2 separate regions of the Mus musculus genome follow, and region 1 is linked to region 2. A link is a contact called in public Hi-C data. All regions are on one chromosome and are shown on one strand. Each heading gives the region's core, a stretch centred on a gene start, on an enhancer-like site or on the middle of the called end of the contact. The rest is flanking DNA. Distances are from core to core; before and after follow the strand shown.

Evidence for each region. A called contact is a pair of places that touch in the nucleus more often than the background predicts.
Region 1: a Hi-C map of uterus shows a contact between it and region 2, with 2.2 times the contacts expected there. The contact joins two enhancer-like sites. A contact is called at or near these places in 3 of 484 Hi-C or Micro-C datasets (CD4 T cells, group 2 innate lymphoid cells and uterus) and 1 of 115 datasets of contacts at active chromatin or transcription factors (Th17 cells).

What each region holds. Positions count from the first base shown.
Region 1 is chr3:37,843,107-37,849,201 of GRCm38.p6, reverse strand. It overlaps 4930556A17Rik (a long non-coding RNA gene), which reads right to left. Exons shown (of 3, transcript XR_880780.3): 3 at 902-1,098. Among named protein-coding and RNA genes, the nearest start is that of 4930556A17Rik, 18 kb to the right of the region's middle. Within about 2 kb of position 3,366, at least 87 of the 459 cell types and tissues checked have an H3K27ac peak or open chromatin away from gene starts, as enhancers often do. A contact at or near this core is called in Th17 cells and uterus, where this site is marked.
Region 2 is chr3:37,686,029-37,692,584 of GRCm38.p6, reverse strand. It overlaps Gm42211 (a long non-coding RNA gene), which reads left to right. Exons shown (of 2, transcript XR_880785.2): 2 at 1,763-2,121. Among named protein-coding and RNA genes, the nearest start is that of Gm42211, 5.6 kb to the left of the region's middle. Within about 2 kb of position 5,289, at least 140 of the 459 cell types and tissues checked have an H3K27ac peak or open chromatin away from gene starts, as enhancers often do. A contact at or near this core is called in Th17 cells and uterus, where this site is marked.

The sequences.
Region 1 (6,095 bases), core at 2,117-4,616, 160 kb before region 2:
GCATCTCACACCACACAGAAAAAGAAAACTAAGTGCTAAGCTGTAAAATTCTAGTTTGTCCTGACAGTGATTTTGCCAGTGACACCAAAAGTATGCACACCAGCGGCAGACATAACTGGTGGGACCACATCAGACCAGCAAGCTTCTTCACAGCAAAGGAGGGAACAAGCCTCGACAGCCTGCAGCCCAGCATATAGTCACAGCTTACATATGGTACAGAACCACTCTCCCAATTCAAACCCTTCTCCTGCCTCTCTACGCCAATTATTCCAGTAGCCCAATTTGCAAATGGCTCATGAATCTGAACAGACATCTCTTCAAAGAAACAAGTGAGTCTATGAAAAGATGTTCGATATCAGAAAGATACAACCAGAGCCACAGAGCCTGACACTGCTGACTTCCAAATCAGGTGACTGACAGGGACACCGAGGCATAGAAGTGTAATAGTTCAAGGTTAAAGTGACTGCCATTTAATCTTCTGGTTAGAATGATGGTGTTTTAACCAATAAAGCACAGAACAGAAAGTAAACTTGGATGGAATCGCATTCTCAGACTCTTTCATGATCGTGTAATTTTCGGGTACAGCAAAATGGCTCAGCAGATAAAGGTGCTTGTCATGCAAGCCTTGGAGACCTGAGTTCAGTCACTGGCACACATTGTCCCCACCGTGAGGCTAAGCAAAATAAACCTCTCCTCCCCCAGAAAGTTTGTGTCAAGCACTTGATCTCAGCGATGATCAAACTAAATAACATGGCCGATACTTCAGATATGAGGCTCTGAGTAACATCTAATGGGCCCATCTCTGTTAGCTAGTCTGGCATTTGTTACTATTAACTGCCTTTGTGTTCTAGATCAGGAGAGTTTGGAAATGTGGAAAATACAACGTCAAGAACAAAAGCCCTGACCCACATCAAGTGTGGTAGGTTTAATATCAAAACAGAAGGAAGTATAATGTCGAGAGCCAATCAAGTCTATGGGCTACGGAGATTAAAGAAAATGTGACATTAAGCCAGGCCCCTTGGTGATGGGACCTGAGCTGCTGACATGCTTCCATCCAGGGCTCTGCGCATGTGTCTCACTCACTCTTTGCAGCTGCATCTAGAGGAAAAGAAGAAAGACAATATTAATTTTATTTTTTCTCTCTGCTTCATAAGAAAAAAATGCTTGACCCATAGTAGTCATATTTTATAAAATCTCAAGAGAAATATGTGCCAGGAAATTAGACTTTATGAGAAGTTAATAAGTAGGTAGAAACATACAGAAGGTCCTGTTTATGTTATATGAATAGGCCATTTTTAGCATCCTTTAATAAGACAAAGGTTCAACTGAAAGAAGCCACTAGCATGTGTGCCTAACAGCAATAGGCACATAGTTTGTCTGTAATAAATGGTACCTGTTAGAGTTAGATCTCCACTATTAAACAGTTACCAGAGGTCATGGACTGTGTTCACCAAGCATGTAAATGAAGTTTGGTGATAAACTTGGTGTAATTAAACATTGTAAGTTCAAACGGTAATTTGTTTCCCAGTTTCTCAAGTCTTGTGGCAATAGATTTCCTGGTCTTTGATCCACAGAAGTCAGGCACGGCTGTAATCAGGATTAAGCATAACACACTTGTTACAATAGGGTTGGCGATGACTCTATGGGTAACTGCACCAGCACCAAGACTGACAGCCTGAATTTAATTCCCAGGATCTACATGATGGAAGGAGATAACCCACTCTTCTGACCTACAAACACACACGCACACACACACAAACACACACACACACACACACACACACAAGCGTGAACATCATGAACCAACCTCCCCCCCTTCATCTATCTTCAGCCAAACATCCTTCAGCCATTCCTGCCAACCTGTGCCCTTTTCCCTGAGTATCTCACTTCTTCCTGATCTCAGGCTGCTCCAGAGACATAATACAGTGAGAGTTACACACACACACACACACACACACACACACACACACACACACACACACACACACCATAAGGAGGAGTATTCCTTACCAAGAGACAACTCTCACAATCAATCACATTATCTAACCTGTCCACAATTTACTCCAAAATAAATGAAGAGCTGAGGGCCTTACTGAGATGGCTCTCAGGAGAAGTCATGACAAGCCTCCGTGAGAACGGTTCACACATTCATCTCTGGGGGACCAAGGCCCAGCTGTAGCCACATCACGGTAGGGCATGGTCTTCTTTCACTATGACTCCACACAAGTGACCCTCAGTGACCAGCAGATTGCAGATAGAAAGCTCCAGTGGCTAGCTGAGCCTGGCACCAAGCCTTTTACTCCCCTTACAAATATTAAACACCTTCCATGACTAGTGGCATTCTCAGACAGCTCCCACACAGCTGTAGCCAGCTGGGCTCAGCTGCAACTGGTCACAGAGTAAGGACCAGATGAGCCTTGTCCACTGAAAACGTGCAGACAGCAGAGCCCTGCACTGCTGAGAAAGCCATGGACCAAGAGGACCAAGAGGAGAGAGTGCATCTGAGGTACCCACATGCCCCTGCTCACATCCTGTAGAGCAGGTAGTCCCCAGAAACAGTGACTTTCTTGTGGCCTTGTTTTTCAGGGTTTCTTCTCAGTGAGGGAACATTTAGGAGGCACTGTGCTGTCCTTAGTTGCTTGTCTCTTTTTCCTCCATCCTAGGCTGTAAAACAGTCATGGAGAGTTAGGGCTCTGGAAAGTGACTTAACAGCTGTAGCTGCTAAGGCCAAGGGATGGAGCTTGCACAACAAGAGAAGGGCAAACTTTTCAACCCTCAGAAAACTGCTTAACATCTTAGAGCTAACACTGTCTTCCCAGTCTCCCATGTACAAGAAGACCTGACGACAACCTTAGGTCACAGTGCAAGTCCTGAGCCAAACAGAAAGTGGCTGCATGTCTTTGAGGTAAAGGCAGGAACAAGTCTGCCCACGTACTTCAATCCTGTTCTGCAGCAGGGTTGAGGTGACCTGTGTCCTGTGTGTTCCTGTCCATCTTTCCTGCTTCCACCCTGGGTCACACACACACACACACACACACACACACACACACACCTCTGTCAGTGAAACCTATAGATCATGTTTAAAGCGTCTAGAAACAGTAATTGAAGAACAGGAAAGACCCCTAATGTAAGGACTATTTAGATTGAAGAGTGTCTGTTAAAAGTGTCATCTCTACAGGCAACTCAAGATGCAGCCTCCTGTTTAACCACACAGACAGGATCACAGGGGGAAATTACCTCAACACGTTCCTATGAGAGCTCGGGCATGCCTCTGTCTTGACTCACTTTTTCCCAGTGTGCCTAAGTCCACTGAAGGTTTCTAAAGAGCTCCACAAAGTCTTGCCTCAGGCGCTGCCACCTGCTAACCATTTCGAGAGACAGTTCCATGCCCTGTTTGCAAGCCTACGTTTTCATTACTGAGAGCCAGTGCTCAGAGCATGGCAAAACAGTTTAGTTCATGATACCTCTAAAGATTATTTCCCACTGACAAATTTGGCCCCTGTCCAGAGGATCAGGAAGCTTCTGGAAGGAGTCTGCCTCAGGTTTGCCAAGTCTCCCCTGCTGGGCTAAAGACACCTATTAAAACTCCAGAAAGAGCAAACCTCAGGAGACCATGAAGCAGGGACTGTGGTCCCAAGCGTTTCGAAGTTTGAAATTAATCTGGCCTCCACTCCCTAAGTTCCAGTGCCAGAGGGAGTTTGTTTTGCAACTGTGAATTTCTCACTGTGAGACACATGGGTCCTGGTGAGATCACACAGTGTAACTGTGGCACTTCAGTGAAGCCAGCCAAGTTCAAATCCACTTGGCTTTCCTCTTCTCCCAACATCCTTAGTTCGCACCCGCAACCGTGGCACTAAGAGGTGTTTGTGCAACTCGGAAGTGAGTCTGAAGAATAGGTTCCATTGAAGACGTGCTCGTACTGGACTGAAAATTATAGACTTACAAGGCTTCAGGGAGACAGGAGTGAGAGTCATCTGTGGTTGAAACCCAATAGTCGTTCCTGCCTGGTCTGTGATTTTCTACAGTAATGGGAGTTTAGTCAGGAATTGGGCCATCTGAAACACTCTTACCTCCTAGTGTTTTTGAAGCCAGCTGTAGCCGTTTGTCTAACTTCTGGATATGAACTAAAATGATACTTACAATCTATGACACATGTTCTCAAAAGACAACTCCTTCCTTCTTCCATTCCCCGGAAACTGCTATACTAGAGCTCTCCAGGATTCATGGCCACTTCATGGTCCTATAAATAGAGGCTGTGTATGATGGAGCACCAAGCCAGGGGATTCATGTATCAGCCTTCACACTAGCTTTTTATTTCTTCTCTCTGGGCACGCAGCAAAACAAAAATATCTCCTCCTGAGCTTCAGAGCTATTCTCGCCCAGCTCCTCTCCGGATGTATCATCCAACTCCATCTTCACTGGGCCTCCACTGAAAATGTTTCCAGATGCAATTTGGTTCTGTTTGTTTATTTGTTTTCTCAACTATCTCCATGGCTATTAACTGTAAAAATAGTCTACATCTGTCATTGATTTTTAAACGTCTGCATATTTATTTTCCAGGCAGAAGAAAACGAAGTGCTTTTTCCTCTTCCTCGCTTTGTTATTTACTCTCTGGCCATGTGTCTCTGTTCTTTCATCCAGTCTGGAACCCTGGGAGATCTCGTCCATCTGCAGGATTAACATTCACGCAAACAGCCAGAGTGTGTGCGAAACACAGCATTCCCACCGCCGCCACAGTGTCCTCGGAAAACTTTTTTTTTTAAAATATCAGCTTAAGTACAAAGCCTTTGAATGGTTAAGTGGGATCCAACCCAACAGTCTAGGCTCACTAAAAACTTACTGAGGACAAAAGGCAACAGCTTACAGAAGAGTGTGTGTCAGTGTGAAGAGATAGCATCGTGGAAGATCATTCATGGTCAAACAATGTTTGTTATGTGCACACATACATACTTGCTTGTGTGCACACACACTCATGTATACCATACCAGATCAAAAATGGCTTCTGTTGTGTGTACTTCTTAATAACTATTGGCAGAAGTCATCAGCAAAGCTTCCTGGTCTACGCTGTATTCATCTGTTTATCTTTTCTGTCCTCCTTCTAAATCACCAGAGAGAGAGAGAGAGAGAGAGAGAGAGAGAGAGAGAGAGAGAGAGAGAGAGAGAAGTAGAGAGACCCTAAGAGTGTATTAAGTAGAGAAGGATCTTTTCCATACTCCCAACCCAAGAGACTGTCACACATGAACATGGCCTCTGCCCCTCAAGAACAGTACCTCAACCCAGCGATACGAGATCATTCCACAAAGTAAACAAAGGACTTTTTCCTCTTCTTCACATTACTAACTCTCCTGTCATGTCTGCTTCAGTTGGTCTATGTAGTCTGGAAGCCCTGGAGATCTCTCCCTTCAGCAGGCTCCTCTTTCTTACTGCCGTACTACTCAGTACTACCTTGAATGACAGAACAGTTAGAAAGAGTCGGGCTTTAAAGCTGAAGACTATTAGTTAAGGAAGTAAACCCACCCCTTTAATAATCCTCTCCCTCTCCCCTCTCCCCTCTCCCCTCCTCCCTCCCTTTTCTCCCATGCTGTCTGAAACACAGCAATATTTAAAATTCATGCAAAAGTGGGTGAAGGTGTCTGTGATGAGGGTTGTCAAGTGGAAACCACAAGGCTGAGTCTGGGTGTGGCCAGTTGAAGGTCAGCCTTTGCATCTGGAAATGAAGCCTTTGGAGTAGGTCGTTTCTAGGCTCTCTTGGTGAACTAACATTTTATTAGTCTGTTATTATGAGTCTTTGTCAAAATAATTTAAAAATACATCGTTATTTTTTCTTACTCAAAATCTGGAGACGATGGCATATTTGTATTCACGTCTTTGGCGTATGACTCACTAGTCGAGTGACTTTTGTCAAGTCTAAGTATATTAGCATTCATCTACACACAGTCACCAGTGCTTCTGAGAAAATCATTTAACATGTGGGGACAGAACTCCCACCAAAGGATTGGATTTGTTTCTCAGTTCCATGATTTTATGATTCTCCAAAAATGGATTGCTGAGTTTAATACATAATAGAATTTCTGTTTGTGGGGGGGAAACAGTGG
Region 2 (6,556 bases), core at 4,040-6,539:
TGTTTCTGTGCGTGGGCACATTTGGATGCAGCCCGTGTGGAGAATACAAGTCAACCTTGAATGTCCACCTCTATCACCCTCATCTTCATTTTTTTTTAAATTGGATATTTTCTTTGTTTACATTTCAAATGTTATTCCTTTTCCTGGTTTCCCCTCTGCAAACCCCCATCCCATTCCCCCCTTACCCTGCTTCTATGAAGGTGCTCCCCAACCCACCCACCCACCCACTTCCGTCTCACTGCCCTAGCATTCCCCTACACTGGGGCATCAAGCCGTCCCAGGACCAAGGGCCTCCCTCTCATTGATGCCAGATAAGGCCCCTTCAGCTCCTTCAGTCCTTCCCCTAACTCCTCCATTGGGGGCTCTGTGCTCAGTCTGATGGTTGGCTGCAAGCATCCATATCTGCATTGGTCAGGATCTGGCAGAGCCTCTCAGGAGACAGCTGTATGTTTCATGGAACTTGGAGCTCATTTATTGGCTTAGCTGAGTGTCCTTGACTACCAAAGATCCCCCTGTCTCTACCTCCCCAGCACTAGAATTAAAAGCATACACCAACACACTGTGTTTTTAAACATGGGTTCTGGAGATCAAACTAAAATCTTCATTCTTGTGCATCAAGCATTTTACCAACTCAGCCCCAAGATATGGTTCTCTGTCTGACATTGTCTCAAAGTTAATTCTAAATACTCCTACACTCCTATGTGTCCCTTACTCATAAAGAATTGCTCTGCCACCAGCACCGATTACTGCCTTCCTTTTAAATTTTTGATTCTCAAGAATCAGAGCTAAACATCTCTTCTCAGTTTAGAGAGCCTTAATTGTTCCTATTCACCTCTTTGGGGAAGCAGAACCCTTAGTGGAGAAACCTTCCTGAGAAGGCAATGGTCTATGGCTTTTAACCAGACATTTAACCAGACAGGTTAGTAAGTACTGGCTGGCCCTCTCCTGGTGCAGACTTACCTGTGACCCAGCCCTCTGTACCCCCAAAGGTGAGTGATTTGATCAGAAATCTACAAACTAGGATCCAGGCTGAGACCACAGGGCCAACAGAGGAATCAAGGGACACACGGGCAGACTGTCCACACCAGTGAGCCACCTTGTGTAGAAATGAAACAGTCTCAGCACGCCCTCAGTCTGAGCTCTAGTCACACTGTCCAACTCAGAGTTCCCATCACCTCTTTCCTACTTTGCACAGGACTTGTAAGGAAAAGAAGTGGACTATCTGTCCTGCTCCCCAAGCTCTTAACATCACGCCGAGGACATGAGAAGTATGATTGACCTTGAACAGTAGGGACATTAGGATGTCATCAAAAGTCCATGTGACTTGACTCCTCCAAAAACCAGGTCTGCTGTTGAGCTGAAGCCTTCCCAGCGCACCAGCAGTAGGTTAGCACATACTCTGCTCACCACGTTCATATGTGCATGTGGACTGAGAATCACGAGACAGCCAAGACTGAAGACAGCATCCTTTTACTGAAATGAGCAACGCGTGGGGAGTAAATCACCCACATTGCTACGGCTGCAGCATCCCCAGACTTTAAAGGTGGGGCAACATTTGAGGACCATGGTCATGGTTGTACTCCACAGCCCATCTGCATCTTGATGTTTGTTACATTTCTCCTGTCTGAAACTGGCCTAACTGTATCTGTCAGTTTTAACTTTTCAATGTGAATTTTATGATAGTCACAAAATTGACTCTATATATGTACATACATTGTGTGTATTAGTGACACATCTAACTCAATTATTTATCTCTTTCTAGGTCACACAATTCATCTGGTTTGTTCAAACTTTGGAAACCTTCCTCCAGTCCTCAGATAACAGAACCGAAGAAGTTCAGATCTAGGTTGACTGGCTGTCATTTTTTTCTCCAGCTGTGTCTAATTTCTAGTAGAGACCCTCCTGTCAGTATGGATCACCCCCATACATCATCAGAAGCTCAAGTACCTCTTATGAGTGTTACCTACAGATTAACTGTCTCACACACACACACACACACACACACACACACACACACACACACACACACACTAAAATGGCTGAGGATTTATCTTCGCTGGTGAGAAATGTGGAACCTTGTTATTTAAAGTAAGGAATAGATGAGTGAAGGACAGGAACTCATGTCAAGAGTCTCTGGTATTTTTCATTTTATCATTGGCCAGATAGATGGAAGGATGGATGGATGGATAGATGAATGGGTGGGGGATGGGTGGGGGATGGGTGAGTGGATGGATAGATTCATGGGTGGATGGAAAGCTGGACAGATGGATGAACCCAGGGCCTCAAGCATGTAAAAAATTCATTGTGTCACTGAGCTATACTCTCTACCCTCCGAGGGTCCCTTTTCTTTTTTAACTTTCATTTGTTAGAAAAGTTGGCCTTTTGAAAATGGTCATCTAGCAACTTGCCATGATCAGCCACAGCTTTGGGAGTAGGATCTCCCTGGGAACTGCCTCATGGGGATCCAGATGAGGAGATATGGCACAAACTGGTGCTGAGAGCTGATGGGTGTGCTCATCCTCAGTCAGATGTGTGGGATCCATGTCTGTCACTCAGCAGCCCTGGACCGTGGAAGAAGGCTTCTCAGAAAATCCCAGAGTTCACCTGCTGCCACCAAGGTTTTGAAAACTGCTTCAAGTGTTTTGGGTTGTAGACTTAGCATCCTTCTTCTGACATCTGGGGGGCATTCCCTGACCATGAAGGCCAGCTTTCTGACCTCTGCACTGGGATAGCCCTTTCCTGAGTACCTAAATCTAGATTAAACCCTATGCATCTAAAACCACAGGTGAATTCTACCTTCCTAGCCAGTCTGTCTGTCTGTCTGTCTGTTCGTCCACTTGTTTAGGAGTGTCATCTACCTAGCCCCTACAGATAGCCACACTCAGGTAAAAAGTCCCCATCTCTGTGGTTTCAAATGACTGTTCCTACTGTAAAAAGAAGCCAGACTTCACAGAGAAAGGGCTTCTCAGCCTCATATTAAGTCCCAAGAATTCCAGCCAATTATTCTTTACAATATCAGGCTAGCTAGTTATTTGCAACTATTCTGCTCTTATAAAAAATAATACATCTTAGTTTTATAATCACATTTTTGTTGGCATCTCCAGTAACCGAAAATGAATCTGTATCTCTTAGCAGGTATCTTAAATTCCCATTTACAAGTGGAAAGGCTGACTGAATGGTCCTGGCTGACATTACAGTCCTTACTTCAGAATACCATTAAAAAAAAAATCCAACACCATTTGAAATAGAAAATTTCAAAAAATAATGGCAATATTTTATAGCCAGTCCCATGAATATTATAAGGGGCCACACCTTGAAACTTCATTTTTAACTTAAAAATACAAGCCACACAACTCCAAGTGATTAATTTTAACTTTTAGGAACATTTTATTGTATTTTTCCTGAGGATTTTTACTCAAAATTTTCCACGTCTGGCTTTTCCCACTGTGTGTTAGCTCCGGTCTCTGACAAGCCTTCTAACTGTACTCACAGATAATGGGAGGCTGGAGGGGGTGTGGAGGGGGTGAGTGAATGATTGATTGGCTGAGATAGGAACTGTGGGAGAGAGACTGGGGAAGACAATAGGGCCTCATATGTCCAAAGCTTCCTTTCCAGGATGGTCTGCTTTTCTTTCTATTGTGAGAAAACACTGACCAAAGGAGCGAAGGTTTATTTGTCTTACACTTCCAGGACACAGCCCATTACTGAGGGAGGTCAGGGCAGGCACTCAAACAAGAACTTGAAGCAGGAACCATGAAGGGACTCTGCTTGATGACTTGTTCTCGGGCTCACATTCAGCTGGCTTTCTTACATAGCCTGGGACCACCAGTCTAGGGATGGTACCACCCACAGTGGGCTGAGCACTCCTACATCACTCAACAGTCAGGACAGCTTCCTATCCGTGATCTCACTGGCCAATGTGATCTCACGATTGATGGGTCCCTTCTCTGGTAAATCCAGGCTGTGCCAAGTTGACAGGGAAAGCTAACTAGGATGGCCAGACTTCTCCAGTCAGGGTGTCAAGACTGCAGGGGCATTGACTGCATCTTCTATAACGCTGAGAGTCTGCCTTCTCTGGAGTAGGAGCCACCGTGCTGCTCCCTAAGGACCATCCATGTCCTCTCACCTTGCCTCTGCTGCATGGAGTGACTCCGCAGGACCCTCCATCTCAAACACACCACCAATGTGTCACACGCCTTCCCTTTCTCTGTCCCTCCCTCCCTTTTGTCTCCCTTCCCCTGTACCTGGGCCCATCTTAGTAGCAGATATGAAGGAGGATGTAAAAGCAAAGGCCGCTGTCCCTGGTGTCCTGTAATTGAAGGAACTCTTGGACAGAAGTCCTTCCTCTCTGAGTCCTGTGCTGTTATCCACCAGCGACCCTTCACAAAGTTGGTGCTATGCCCTCTATGACCGCTGTGGAGCTTGTGTAAAGTTCCCCAGGTCTGCTTTGGTCTTCAGGTGGGGGTCAGAGCACAAAAAGCACTGAGAGGTTCAAGTAGGGAATAGTGACCTTCTGGAGTAGATTTAGTTTCAGTGATTTAGGGCAACTCCTGTTGTGGACTTAAAACTTAAAATAATAATAATTAATAATCAAGGCATTAAACCTGGCTTAGTGCTGACTGGATGTCCAGCACTCGGAAGGGAAGCAAGATCACATGTTCAAGGTCATCCTCTGATGCGTGGTTAAGTTTGGACAGAGGAAAGAACTTAGGACCAAAGCCGTGTCAGGAAACACAAGTCAAACCAAGTACTGCTGCCTGCACAGCGTGAATGAGAGTGCTTGCTGAAAGCTGCAGTCCCTTTATGCATACCGTGATAATCCCCAAGTGCCTTTGCAGTTCTACAATCTCCTGGCATCTCCTCTGCCCCAAAGCTATACACACTTAATGCATGCTCAGTGTAATAAGACTATGCGGGAGAAGTCTCTGATGGACGAGTTCTGAACAAGTCCTTTTAAGGACTTGACGAATGGGTGAAATTCTAAGAGGAAGGAGCGATGTCACCAAGATGCCTGAGAGGAGGGCAGAGGGCGGGCAACTCTGCCGACCGGCAAGCAGCACTTACACAGGTAATCAGGTTTCTGCCTATGGAACGGAAAGAAGTTTCGGTTGGATCCGGTTCAACAGGACACGAGCCGGAAGGGCGGCTTTAGTCCTCTGATGTAAGACGTTATGTAAGTCAAACAAATGCGCCCGTCTTTCAGGAATGCCCCACACAAGCTGCACGAACCTTCCTTCGGGAGACAGCCAGGGTGAGAATGTTTGTCCACGCTGGGTTGGCAGTGCGCCTGCCTTGCACAACCCTCTCTGGAATCCATTACCACGCCCTGCCCCCAGCTCTCTCTGCATTCGGTGCAGGGCACTGACCCACATCAAAGTGGAGCCTTGTGGCTCCTACGTCCCCAGTGTGACAGGGAAGCTCCCTCTGCTGCAAGCAAGCCCACCTTGTCCTCACTCCTGTCTCTAATTGTGATTCTTAAGCCAACTTGGAGGAAAGAAATCCCAGCGAGGATGAGCAAATACGAGACTGAAAGAATAAAGGATAAAGACACGACCTTGTCTGGTTAGCATCCCCACCCTTAGCAACACCACAAAGTAGCGATGATCTGCAAGTTCAGCACCCAGGAGTCAAATGCAGGAGGGTCATGAGTGCCCGGCCAACTGGACCACATCCTGAGTTCCGGGCCCCTAGGGTTACATTGTTAAGACTTAGATTCCAAACAAAAGAGAATCAGACCTTCACTCCCTAAAAGCTACTAAGGAGCATGCCTCAGGTTAGAGCCAAATCAGCCTTTCCCTTGTCTTGGTATGATAAGACAAATTCAGTCCACACCATAAAAACCTTTAAAAAGCCATTGCTTTTGTACAATCCAGAGAGTGATCTATCTACATTAGCCATATTTTGAGGTTTGAATGGGTATGTTTTTTAAGTATACAAGTCAAAAGAAAAGAGGGAGGGAGAGAGAGGGAGGGAGGAAGGGAAAGAATCAGAAAGAGATTGAGTGGGTGAGCAAACATTGGCTAATTGACTGCTCAAAACACCCAGCAGAATTACACCGGGTAAGTCAAGGGGTCCGCTAACGTTCCTTCTCCCAGTGATCTTTCTCGCACTGTTGAACTTCCGGCTGTTCCTCCCCACTACAGACATTTTTATATTAGGGGGATAAACAATCGCATCCTCTCTTCTAGTTGTTCTCAGGGACAGTGTTTTCATTCCTGAGCTGTTTGTCGATTTTCTCTCTATCACAGACTCAGAAGGCAGCCAATCTCCAGACCTTGGGGGTGGGCACTTTGAGACAAATCTGTTTAGGTATGAAATGGGGCTGGCAACCCCACCTCCAGGCTCATCTTCTTGGTGAGTTCAAACAGCACATGACAATTTAACATCGTGCCCCTTACGGTTACATCACAAAAGTCAACAATCCCAGGGTCATTTAAAGGAGGGGTTAGATTGATCTCAGACCAATCACTACCAAATAAGGAGGGCTTATCAGTGAACTTCTAACCTCTTCTTTCTCGAAGGCCATATTTGTTACATCTGGGGACTGTGACCACTG